Regions from separate parts of the Mus musculus genome. Here regions 2 and 3 are each linked to region 1. A link is a contact called in public HiChIP or PLAC-seq data. All regions are on one chromosome and are shown on one strand. Each heading gives the region's core, a stretch centred on a gene start, on an enhancer-like site or on the middle of the called end of the contact. The rest is flanking DNA. Distances are from core to core; before and after follow the strand shown. Region 1 holds the start of Gli1 (GLI-Kruppel family member GLI1). Region 2 holds the start of Cs (citrate synthase). Region 3 overlaps Gls2 (glutaminase 2 (liver, mitochondrial)).

Region 1 (3,967 bases), core at 608-3,107:
ACTAGAAGTTCCCTCAAAGTTGTCACTCTTCCTGTTCCATTGCCCGAGAGCTCCAAGAGACAGGATAAAAACGGGGCGACAGCCCCCTTCACCGAGAGCCACCGCCTACACTCACGCCTCCCTCTTCATACTACTAACTTTTCCAGTTTCAGTAAAGGTTTTCTGGGCTGGATGGGAGCATGAGAATTAGCCTACCAAAGACCCGAATCATCTTCGCAGTCTATTTTCTAGAGTCCTCTACGTACGTACCCCTTCTCCCCAACTCCCTGGAGTCGGCCCCACCCCCTTTTCCCGGTCCCGCCTTCCCCGCCCCCGTGCCTTCTCGGCCCACCCAAGTCGCCGCCGCAGGCTCTGGCTGCAGACGGCTCAGCTTCCCCGCCCGCCTGGGGAGCCCAGAAAAGCGAGGGGGGGGGTGAAGGGTGGAACATTCTTCCCTCTCTCAGCGCATCCTGAAAGCAGGCAGTAGCGCCCGGGGGGGGGGGGGAGGCACTATTGGAAAGTGGGGTCCCTATAGTGGAGTGGGAAAAAAGAAACCAGAAACTAAGAGAAAGAAGTGCCTGTGTAAATAAGGTGTGCGCGGAGAGGACACCTTGGATTCCTGGGTATCTCCGCCGGCTTCCTAAGGGTTAACCCCTATAGACCCCCGGGAACCCCCTAGTGACGTCAAGAGTGAGTCGGAGACGTCTGTCCGGCGGGGATGCCCAGAGAGATAATGGAGGGGGGTCCTTCTGAACCCCGCCCCCCTAGGGTAAATCACCCGCGTTCACGAACTTTCTTCCCAGAAGAAAACTGCCCATCTTTTCTCCCCGTACTGGAAGGAAAGACCTATACCATAAAGTCCCTGGTTCTCCGGATGCCCCAAACCCTCGGCCTCTACGGAGTTTCCTTTCCTTGATGCTGTTCCCAAAGCTAACTGTCCTGGGTTGATTGTTTCAGGGTCATGGGGCCTGAAAGAGGATTCAGAGCGGGGAGCAAGGGCAGGCAGGGTGGTCTGAGCCAGAGGAGGGGCCTCGGTCCCCAGATCCCGCTTGGGCGGGGGGCCAACAGGGATACACAAGCTGGCAGTAGCCAGTGGTCCCGCTCTGCCCCAGTAGGGGTCTCCCGGCGCCTGGCTTCAGCTGCCCCGGTGGTCCTGAGGTCAGAGGGTCAAAACAAGGTCTCCCCAGCTCTTCCTCTTCCTCGGGGGCCCTGCCCACAGTCTTTGGGAACTCAGAAGTCCAGAATTCCTAGGGATTTTCTACGGCCTACACCGCATGTTAGGAAACCCACCCAGCCTCCTCCCGAGTCCAAACCCACTCCTTTGCCCCTAAACCCCATGTGCACATCTGTCACAGCCACAGGTCAGGAGTCCAATCCCAGCCCGGCCCTCAGGGGTTCTGTTGCCTGGCACACCGCTACTCCCACCCCACTGAGCGCTCCCTTCTTTTGCGGTGGGTCCCGTCTTAGAAACACTGACGTCTTCCAACGGCGCTCAGAGACGCACCTGGAGTTCCCTCTACCACGCAGACCTCCAGCTGGCCGTCCCAACTGCTTCTTCATCCCAACCTCAAGAAAGGGAGAGATTTCTAGTATGTGGGAGAGGCGCGGACAAAGAGACCTGGGACAGACACAGATTGTCAGAAAAAAAGAAGGGGATGCAGAGAAAAGAAGGCACAAATTAAAGCAAAACAAGAAAACACCCAAACTTCCTAATTGCTCTCCCCAAACTCTCCCAACCCCATATTGCCTCTGAGCCCCAGGTCTCCTTCTGGGATAGGGTGAGTCCCTAGGCGTCAGAGCATCTCCTCAGCCCCTCCCCCATCGCTCCCAGGTGGTCTCCCGCCTGCCCCCCTCTCACCTCCGTCGGGGCGCGGTGCTCGGGATGCGTGGTCCAGGGCTGGAAACTGGGCTGGGGGGGGGGGGAGGTGTGTGGCGGGGAGGGGGGTCACAGGGCCACTGCAGCGCAGCTTCAGTGCCACCCCACCCTCCCAACCTGGCCCCCAGCCCTCCCGCCGGCCCAGCCCGCCGGGCCTCGAGCCGGGACCACCCGCGAGAAGCGCAAACTTTTTTTTTCCCCTTTGCAAAAACTTTTTCTCGCTGTTGCCACCCGCACGCTACGGCTCTTCCCGCTCACTTCCCTCGTATATCCTTCCTTCGGACCGTTCTAGAAGATGAGCTGGGTGGATAGAAGCTAGAGAGGGGGTGCCGGGCTTATGGCACCCCCAGGACCCCCAGGATCCTCCCCCTCCCTTGAGGGACCCTATACTGCCTACTACCCCCCCCCCCGCCCGAACACGCTGCTCTTGGTGGACAGTAAATCCCGGCGCGGATCCCTGGATCGGCTGTCCACGAAGAGGCTCTGAACCAGAGCCAGGAAAACATTGAGGAAAATATTGCGCGGCGGGAGAGGGAGGGGGGAAAGCTCACCCAGAAAGTTAAACCAGAAGCCTCGGTCTTCGGCTTCATTGGTCGTAACTGAGCTTTCCCCATGTCGTGGTCTGTAGGCCAGCCTCACTCTTTGGATGGAACGTGGAGCATTTGGAGAGTTGGGGTTTGGGAGAAAGAAGTTGGGTTGACTGATGTAGAGGAGGGGAGGGGGTGCGACCTATGGAACATGAAGGAAGAACACGGGCTAGAGTTCTAAGTGCAGAATGTGCATTCACAGATCACTGAGGACAGTGGTGCTCTGTGTAGAGTACCTCTCTGGAGAAACTCCGTTCTCCATCTCCAAATTCTGGACGCAGTTGCCACCTCCACACCTCTCTCTTTAAGGCTTTTCGCGCCCTCTGCTGGTCGTCCTAGCACATGGCACCCCTCGGAGTGGAAATGATTGCACTGGCGAACTTAAGGAAATTTGACAGGTTCCTGTCCCCAAAGCCCAATCGGATGCCCAGGGAGCTGCGTGAGCTCAAAGAAACAGAAGGGCACGCCAGGGAAGATTGCGAGCCCCTTGGGTAGTTCGTGATAGGGGAGTACCCTGTCTCTTTGAATCTGTGTTACCATGGTGACTGGACACAGAGAGAGGGCCTCTATTTCAGTTTCCCACCTGAGAAAGACTCAAAAGCATGGCGGGGTGGGGAGAGAGAGTCTTCCCTTAAACAGATCTCTCAGGCCATAGCGCTGTTTTTAAACCACCTTCTTGGCTCTGCAAAGTAAGTGTTTTTTGTTTGTTTGTTTTTTGTTTTTAAATTAAGATGGGCCAAGCAGTGGTGGCATACACCTTTAATCCCAGCACTCGGGAGGCAGAGGCAGGCGGATTTCTGAGTTCGAGGCCAGCCTGGTCTACAGAGTGAGTTCCAGGACAGCCAGGGCTACACAGAGAAACCCTGTCTCCAAAAAAAAAAAAAAAAAAAATTAAGATGAAGACAGGGACACATATGAGACCTAACAAGTGCAAGGAGTCACAGTAGAAACAGATAAGGGACAACACTCCATATAACTGACAAGTTACATCCATGAAATTTACAAGGTACCCACAGCCAGGCCAGACCAGTAACCACAGAGAAAGAGTTCTACACGTGTCATGTGACTTGTCTTACACAGACTGACAGTTTTGGAGCCTTTTGAGTTCTGCGGAAAGGGAAATGCTTTTGTGTTTTGATGACAGACTGTTACTCAGTAGTCCAGGCTGACCCAGAGTTTACTCAGGAGCCCAGGCTGAGCTCAGGCTCACAGCTGTCCAGGCCTCAGCCTCCCCAGTGCTTCGGTGACAAGCACAAACCACAAGACTGCTTTCTCCTGTATTCACTTAAAATTAACTGTTTTATTTCCAGGCTGTCTGGCGCACGCCTTTAACCCCAGCACTCGGGAGGCAGAGGCAGGCAGATCTCTGAGTCTGTCTGGTCTACAGAGTGAGTTCCAGGACAGCCAGGGCTTCACAGAGAAACCCTGTTTTGAGATATATATGTAATTTTTATTTATGAGTACACTGTAGCTGTCTTCTGACACTCCAGAAGAGGGCATCAGATCCCATTACAGATGGTTGTGA
Region 2 (3,967 bases), core at 752-3,251, 1.0 Mb after region 1:
TTACCTATAGGAGATAATGTTAAGACGATTCTAGAGCCCGAATTCTCCCACTTGATCTTGACCACCAGGGGGCACCGTTGTCCCTGAGCATTTTGAATCTTCCCAAGGTCACAATTATGTCAAGTCTTTTCTGTGGCCCCTTCCTGTTCTCATGCAGGTATATTTGGACCTAGAGTTTTCTTAGCTGTTATATTCATGCCAGTCTTAACTTTCCCACCTATGTTCAGAAAGAAACTGTAGGGCTAGGGGTGTGGTTTGATGTTTGAGTATTAGTAATAGCATGTTACAAACCGCATTCACTCCCAGCAATGAGGGACAGACTGATACAGACTCAGCTTTTGGGCGAAACCACTTAACCCCCTTCATCTCTGGGCTTTCACATTGATTTTATAACAATGGACATCAGGATTAAATAACTTCAAATAAATAAAAATTGGACGTTAAAGTACAGAATCCTATCAAGGGGCTTAAAAAGGATGGCATTCTCTCTGTAGTTATTAAAACTCCAGTTACCATTATGGCCACCCAATAATTGTCCCTTCAGCAGCCTCACCTGATGGGGACAGCCTCTGGTTACTTACGGCACTGGAGTTCAGGCCTCTGATCTGCTAGCTAGTCTCTGTGGATAATTAACTATGGGGGAAGGAACCAGGTCAGACTATTCTGGGGTTATGAGGAAACCCCATGTGAGATGCTAAATTGGGAGCCAATATTGATCAGTGAAGCTTTGAAGTCCCCGGGGAGGTGGTCTAAGGTTATTGCTTCTCAAGAGGCGCAGCTTCTCTTGATAAAGTTCTCTCATAAGAACTACCTGACTTCCAAGCTAGAACAACACTACTGGGCAGATATGAATATGTATATGAGAAAACTTGAGGAAATAGGGGTTTTCTTTCTCTTTTCCAAGTCTAAGCCACAAACTACATCCTCTATAAACAAGGACTATCTGAACTTGGCTTACATGGATACTGAGACCTCTGCACTTTGTTACTGTCATGTGGTGAGATAAAAGGATTGTACATTTGAGGCTTGGTGGTTACAGATAAGGTGCTCTGATCATTGGGTCAGCTTCTCTCCACCCTTAGGCCAATTTCACAGTAGGCACAGGAAAGTACAGAAGTTCTGAGGTGTTCTACCCCGGGGCATTTAAGAGTGATGTGTAAGATCATTAAATCCTTGTGTCATTCACTGCAATGTTTTCTGAGGGAGAAATAAGAGAGAGAGCCAAGTAGGATAAACGTCCTCGAGTCCTTTGGAAATACTGTGAATGATGGGACGAAAAGAGAGTGTCTAACACCTGATCTTGAGTGGAGAGTTGCAGCTCCTGATCCTGTGTCTGAGGTGGGCTGGCTCTATGGGGTTTTATGATATGGGGTTTTATGAAGAATGTCAGAATCATAAGGCCCAGGACCCAAAGACTGAAAGGTTCCTTCATATTAAGGGGGCTTTTGTAAGACTTAGACTCCATATAGTTCACAAACATCACTAAACATTCAGGCTTCTGGTTTTGCTCTTCTCCACATAACGGGGTCAGTATCTGTAATTTCAAGATTTCTTCTGTTCACAAATGACCATCAAGCAACTAACTCTGGCATCATAGCGGGCTTTCTGCGTGATGTCACCTCCACGGCCATGAAGTCATTAACCAAAGACATTCTTTAAGAAAGCATGCCAAGCAGGTAGAGGAAGTGCAATGGTCAGTTGCAGTGTTCAGTGACCTTCAAACGTCGCGTGCTGGAGCTTTATCTTCAGCATTCTCCGGAGAACCCGAAATGTGTTAAGGGCAAAGGGAAAAGCCAAAGAAGGAAGTTAACTGAGTTCTCAGGCACATCCTTAGACACCTACAATCCCTTTCCCACCCACTCCTAATTAGCCTAATCCGTACGGTCCAATCCTCCCCGCGATAACATCTGTCAAAGGCTCAGATCCCGCCCCTCTTCCATTTTGGGCCAATGGTCGAGGCCGGGGTGGGTCGCCGGAGGGGGGCGGGCTCAAGTTTCGGGCAGAGGGCGGGGCCTCGCCGAGGACCCTGGGCTGGGCGCCTGTGCCGGTTTGTCTACCCTTCCCCTCAGCCGCCTCCTTTCAACCTTGTCCGCCGGTTGGCGCGGTCTCCATCACAGCGGCGACCGCTCCTGTTGCAGCTGTAGCTCTCTCCCTTCGGTCCCTTCCCGCCAGGTCCCGGAGTTTCGCCCGCCATGGCTCTACTCACTGCAGCAACCCGGCTCTTGGGAGCCAAGGTGAGCTTAAAGGAGGGAGCGCGCCGTGGCGCGCGGGGTGGGGCTGAGGCGACCGCAGGGCCTCCGGCACCGGCTCTCCCTCCCACACCGGAGCGCAGCCCTCCGCGCCTTAAAGGGGCCCGACCCTGGCGAGCCGCCAACCCTTCCCAGAGCTCCTAGGCCATGTGCTGCGTGCCCTTCCGGCTAAGGTGAACGCTGCCGGCCCCGGCCTGCAGCCCCCGGCGGCCGGGAGGCCCGCCTTCTGTCATATCAAGTATCCAAGGTGCAAGCGAGGGATGCAGGGCCCTGGCTGCAAGGCCAGAGAGCAAAGATGTGGCGTGGTCCCCCGAATTAGGGAGAGAACTGTTGGAGGAGGAGTGGGGGATGTATAAATATGCTCACTTGGTCACTGGGGCTAATTTGGGCTCTGCTTTGTAGGGTGAGTCCTGTCAGGACCTGTTTCTTTCCTCACTGTAATTGAAGCCTGTAAGTGACCCCGCCGTTTTAGTTTTGTTAGGGGACTAGAGCCCCCCAGCTCCTCTTTGTCCTTGGGACTCCTGCACTTAATGTATATAGGAGGAGCTTGAATAGGGTGGGGCATTTCTGTTAAACCTGCTGATTATGTATCACATCAGGCTCTAGGTAGAACCAGAAAGGTTGTTCCTCCAAGCTACAGGCCAATAAATGAAGACAGGCGTGAGGTAGTAACACCAAGGTCACATGACTCAATTCTACTACCTACCAGGAGTACTTCCCCTTATTCCCTGGCGGCCCTTTAATTTGATGGTTTGCCTTTTGAATTCTGAAGTTCAAGTCCAAGTAGGGATAACTCTTAATTTCACGTTATCACTACTTTTTTGCTCAGCATAACTTGGGCCTTTAAACAGAGACCCAGCTATGCTGAGGGAATTTCAGCTCTAACCCAAGTGGGGACAGTCCCACAAATGACCTTGGCTTCTGTTTTAGTTTTAAAGGAACTAATAGGTTTTTCTCATCAGTAGATAGTTTGAAGCAAAGTACACCTGGAGGAAAGAAAAGACTTAGAATGGTATTAACTTTCTGTGTGAGATGCATAGTTGTCAGATGTACCACAAAACTTGTAGGGTTTATCTTGGGGCTTTTCTGTGTCTGGCAACAAGGTAGAGACTGGTTATTTGGTAGACACTTGTCTTACTTGGCTGTTGCTACTGCTGCTGCCAGGGAACTGGGTAAGGAAACCTCTTGGGAAATGAAGCAAGTTCTAGACGGTGTTTGGCAGAATGGTGGACCTATAATTAGATCGGTTCAGGAGCTGCTAACCCAGACCAGATAGTCTAACACAACAGTGAACTTGAAAAAGCCTTTGGTTTTACTTTTTTTTTAGTTTATCTTGCTTCATAAAGCCCTAGGAAATGTCATAATGCTTTGGGAGGGTGACTGGGCCACATTTGTGTTGTCATTCTTTACTTTTATGTTAGAAGTGAAGTTGAGGATCCCAGAAACTTTGCTAGTCTTTTGTACTCTGTTGGTCAAGTTGCTTGAGTTGCTTGAATCTCAGTGTGCCTTGCACTGAGCATGATGGTACGTGGCTGTAATCCCAACACTGAGGAAACGGAGACAGTGGGTACATAGTAAGTTTGAGGCCATCCTGAGCTACCTGCTTCTCCCAAGAGGTGAGGCTTACTCTTGAAATCAGCAAGGGCAGCCAGGTGGTGATGTCACACACCTTTGCCTGCAATCCCAGAGGCAGGTGGATCTCTGTGATCTGGAGCTGG
Region 3 (3,967 bases), core at 957-3,456, 860 kb after region 1:
GTAGGCTTTCTTGGTGACTGACAAGACTGAGTGGTTTGTATTTCCCCAGGAATTCCCCATAACCCCATGGTCAATGCTGGTGCCATTGTGGTCAGCTCCCTGATCAAGGTCAGTGCATTTCTAACCTTCTGAAAGGTAATTTCTCAACTCCCCTTATCCCTACATCCCCATATCTGTTCAGTTCTCCAGGCAGATAGGGCAGGGGGTGGGGGGGTTCCTGAGTCATTTGAGAATTAATAAGAGGCATGGAAAAAATGCATCAGGAAGTCCTGTGCAATAAGCTGTGGATGTTAGTGATAGCTGCCACATCCGTCCCCTCACCCCATGTGCTCCCTGCCCCCTCCCAGAGTTCTATGAGCAGGTCATGACCTTTGCCTAGGACCAAGAGCCAAATGCCAAGGGCAGGGGGAGGACAACACCATCAGGCATTGATTGGCCACTCCTGGGTGAGAGATATGCTGACAGAAGGGTGAATGGCCAGTCCAGGGCAGTCATTCACGTCACCTGGAACTGTGAGTTGGCCTTGAGCAAGTGATGTCCAACAGGCCCATCAGCTGCAGGTCTCCCAGGGCTTGAGCAAGAACGCAGGAGCAGTGTGGGCAGCGACACTCTGGGGCCAATCACGGTCCCTCCTGAAGAAGGTGGTGTTAGGAACCCTTCCCCCTAGGAACTCAGGTTTCAGAGTCCTGGAGTGTTGACTCCTACCTGAGCCTGCAGTGTTGACGGAAGTGAGCCTGGCGTGTGTGTGTGTGTGTGTGTGTGTGTGTGTGTGTGTGTGTGTGTGTGTGTGTGTGTGTGACTGTCTGTGTGTGTGTGTGTGACTGTCTGTGTGTGTGTGTGTGACTGTCTGTGTGTGTGTGACTGTCTGTGTGTGTGTGTCTGTCTGTCTGTTCTGTGTCTGTGTGTCTCGTGCGTGCTAAGGTAAGCATATCTCCCTGTTCTGGGGAGTCCTGTCGGCAGCCCTATCTTTGGGACCTGCCTCATCTCATCTTCTACTAGAGTTGGGGATGAAGAACATTTGGGTAGAACATTTGCTCCACCATGTACAGAGACCCAAGGCACTTCAATCTCTGGCACTGCTATAAAGAAATAATTTTTGTTTCTTTATCACTATATCTGGGGATATCTCAGTGGCAGAACATTTGACCAGCATACCTGAGTTCTTAGTTTCAATCCTGGTAGTAGAAAGAAAAATCAGGGCTGGTGAGATGGCTCAGGGGCTCAGGGGGTAAGGGCACCCGAATGTTCTTCCAAAGGTCCGAAGTTCAAATCCCAGCAACCATATGGTGGCTCACAACCACCTGTAACAGAGATCTAACACCCTCTTCTGGTGCGACTGAAGACAGCTACAGTATACTTACATATAATAAATAAATAAATCTTTAAAAAAAAAAAAAGAAAAGAAAAATCATTCATCAATATAACTGAATATTCAGCAGACACATTCCATTTCTGTCACAGAGGATCTGGGAATCAGGTATAAGCTAGAGTGAGGCTATAGAATGGGGCATAAAGGTTGGGGGGGGGGTATAGGCATGGTAGCATATGCCTATAATGCCAGAACCTAGAAGTTCTGGGGCTGGAGAGATGGATCAGCAGTTGAGAGCACGGACTGCTCTTCCAGAGGTCTTGAGTTCAATTCCCAGCAACTACATAGTGGCTCCCAACCATCTGTAATGGGATCTGAAAACAGCTACAGTGTACTCATATACATAAAAAAAAAAATCACAAGTTCAAGGCTAGTCTGGGATACCTGAGACCTCTATTTAAAAGTAAATAAATAAATAAAATGGATAGTAGTAATCATGGATAAGGTGGAATTTAGAGACCGAAGTGGAGACAGAAGGAGTGAGCCAGGAGAGAGGAGAGGCAAGTAGATGGGGTGAGGTTATCTGAATCCTCATTCCTTGATAATTTACATTTTGTTTGTTTGTTTCAACAATCCTCCTGCCTCAACCTCCCAAAAGCTGGGATTATAGGTGTGCATCACCACACAGGCTGGTGGTCTGGATTTTTCTCACTAGACTACATAAACCTGCATGCACAAAAAGTCTCAGCTGCTTAAACAAGAAGTATCTGGTGCCTATAACATCAGTTACTCCAAGGCCAGAGGGGCTCTCAGCCACGGGACAACCCAGGCCTGACTCAGAGCAAACAAAGGACATTGTAAAATGTAACATTCCCAGAGCAAACAAAGGGCATTGTAAAAAATAACAGTCCCAGTAGCAAGGTTTGACTAAGCCCTCCTGCCCCTGCTGTCTGCCATCCTCCCAGACCTGGAATGCTGATTGCTTTCCCTTTCCTTCTGTGCAGATGGACTGTAACAAAGCAGAGAAGTTCGATTTTGTAAGTTCCTCACACTCAACCCTTTCCTGCCTTTCTCCACCGCATGCTGTCCACACAGCTGCTACAGCTATCTCCAGAGGAGTGGGGACCACTGGCTTCAGCTTCTTGAAGTCCCTACTCTCCCGGGGAAAGAGAGGGTCTGAGTGCCTTATCAGCCCGGGTGTGTTAGCTAGCGATCCTTAGTCTAAAGGCGTCTTTCTTACCTCTCTTCTCTTCCAGGTGTTACAGTATCTGAACAAGATGGCTGGGAACGAATTCATGGGGTTCAGCAATGCCACGTAAGACTCTGTTTAGGGGGCTGGCTGAGTAGGTTGTACCGTTGAGCATGTGTGTGCTTGGTGGGGGAAGTCGAGGAGGGAAGGGAAAGAAGAATATATATTATCGTAGGAAGAAATTTGGGGGGAATCTTGGCCTCTCAGCTTCCTCTGAGCTTCTGCATCGACATTTACTTACTTGGAGAAATAACATCCCATGTCTGATTACCACATAATGAGAAAGGCAGCATGCTGGCTTGTGCCGAGGCCCTCGTCAAGACTCAGAGCCAAACATCTTGCCAAATTTCCTAGACAGAGCCACTAGACAGCTTCGGGTGGGTTTTGTTTCTGTTTGTTTACATTTAACCACAAAGCTACACCAGGTATTTGTTCAGGTTCTGAAGTTCCCACTAATGCTCTGTGAGACTGTAAAGGCCCGGCTTTCAGCCTGACACAGGCAACAGAATTCTGTATCCCAGGAAAGGTACCCTCCCTCTTTCCCCCCTACACACCCCTTAAGCTTCAAGCATGAAATTTGGTATTTGCTTCAGATTCCAGTCAGAGAAGGAGACTGGGGATCGGAATTACGCCATCGGCTATTACCTCAAGGAGAAGAAGGTAACTGGGAAAGGTCGTAGAGAAAGTCCCTGAGAGTTCTACTGCCAGGTCAATGGCAGGGGGTCAGGCTATGTGAGCCCCTGGCAGTGTGAGCCTATGTCCTGAAGAGACTGCTACACCCTGTTCTTTGCAGTGCTTCCCTAAGGGTGTGGACATGATGGCTGCCCTTGATCTCTATTTCCAGGTAAGCAAACACTCCCGGGGTCAAGGGGACGGGACAGAGTGCCCTCCTGTTAAACGGTAGACGCTCCTCTCTGGTGGTTCTGTTAGAACGTGTTGAAAGATCTAGATGTAGAGAACGTTATTCTACATTAATGTGTTCGAGTCTACACTGCCCTTTGACCTCTCTTGTCTCCGTAGCTGTGCTCTGTGGAGGTTACCTGTGAGTCAGGCAGTGTCATGGCGGCCACTCTGGCCAATGGCGGCATCTGCCCTATCACAGGGGAGAGCGTGCTGAGCGCCGAGGCCGTGCGCAACACCCTCAGCCTCATGCATTCCTGTGGCATGTATGACTTCTCGGGCCAGTTTGCCTTCCATGTGAGTGTTATCTGCTGTCCAGTGCCAAGAGGAGAGGGTAGCCAGGCAAATAGGCTAAGAATCCTTAGGGGATTTTGTCAAATACATCACATTCCTTAAATATATAGACCCTTTCCATAGCTGGCTCCCATCTTAGATGCCACTTCTAGGGAGAGGCATGGCTGATTTATTCCTCTGTTCCCCCACGATAGGCTCTCACTGTGCAGCTGAGG

Evidence for each region. HiChIP or PLAC-seq counts read pairs in DNA pulled down with a chosen protein or histone mark.
Region 2: an H3K4me3 HiChIP or PLAC-seq map of embryonic forebrain shows a contact between it and region 1, with 5 times the contacts expected there. The contact joins the promoter of Cs here to the promoter of Gli1 in region 1. A contact is called at or near these places in 3 of 39 promoter capture datasets (the C10 cell line, cranial neural crest and embryonic stem cells), 1 of 484 Hi-C or Micro-C datasets (liver), 3 of 115 datasets of contacts at active chromatin or transcription factors (embryonic forebrain, embryonic stem cells and large pre-B cells) and 1 of 9 other capture datasets (liver).
Region 3: a contact with region 1 is called in a FOXA1 HiChIP or PLAC-seq map of pancreatic cancer cells. The contact joins the enhancer-like site here to the promoter of Gli1 in region 1. A contact is called at or near these places in 1 of 39 promoter capture datasets (pre-B cells), 1 of 484 Hi-C or Micro-C datasets (liver) and 5 of 115 datasets of contacts at active chromatin or transcription factors (astrocytes, bone marrow-derived macrophages, embryonic stem cells and 2 more).

Annotation. Positions count from the first base shown.
Region 1 is chr10:127,339,722-127,343,688 of GRCm38.p6, forward strand. It overlaps Gli1 (GLI-Kruppel family member GLI1), which reads right to left and starts at 1,858. Exons shown (of 13, transcript NM_010296.2): 1 at 1,838-1,858; 2 at 1,484-1,597.
Region 2 is chr10:128,335,726-128,339,692 of GRCm38.p6, forward strand. Cs (citrate synthase) reads left to right here and starts at 2,002. Exons shown (of 11, transcript NM_026444.4): 1 at 2,002-2,234. The coding sequence starts at 2,193. It overlaps Gm51822 (a long non-coding RNA gene), which reads right to left. Exons shown (of 2, transcript XR_003949053.1): 2 at 1,414-3,967.
Region 3 is chr10:128,201,510-128,205,476 of GRCm38.p6, forward strand. It overlaps Gls2 (glutaminase 2 (liver, mitochondrial)), which reads left to right. Exons shown (of 18, transcript NM_001033264.3): 7 at 50-108; 8 at 2,314-2,346; 9 at 2,566-2,624; 10 at 3,152-3,218; 11 at 3,352-3,402; 12 at 3,579-3,755. Among named protein-coding and RNA genes, the nearest start is that of Spryd4, 8.3 kb to the right of the region's middle. Within about 2 kb of position 2,207, at least 29 of the 459 cell types and tissues checked have an H3K27ac peak or open chromatin away from gene starts, as enhancers often do. A contact at or near this core is called in embryonic stem cells, liver and pancreatic cancer cells, where this site is marked.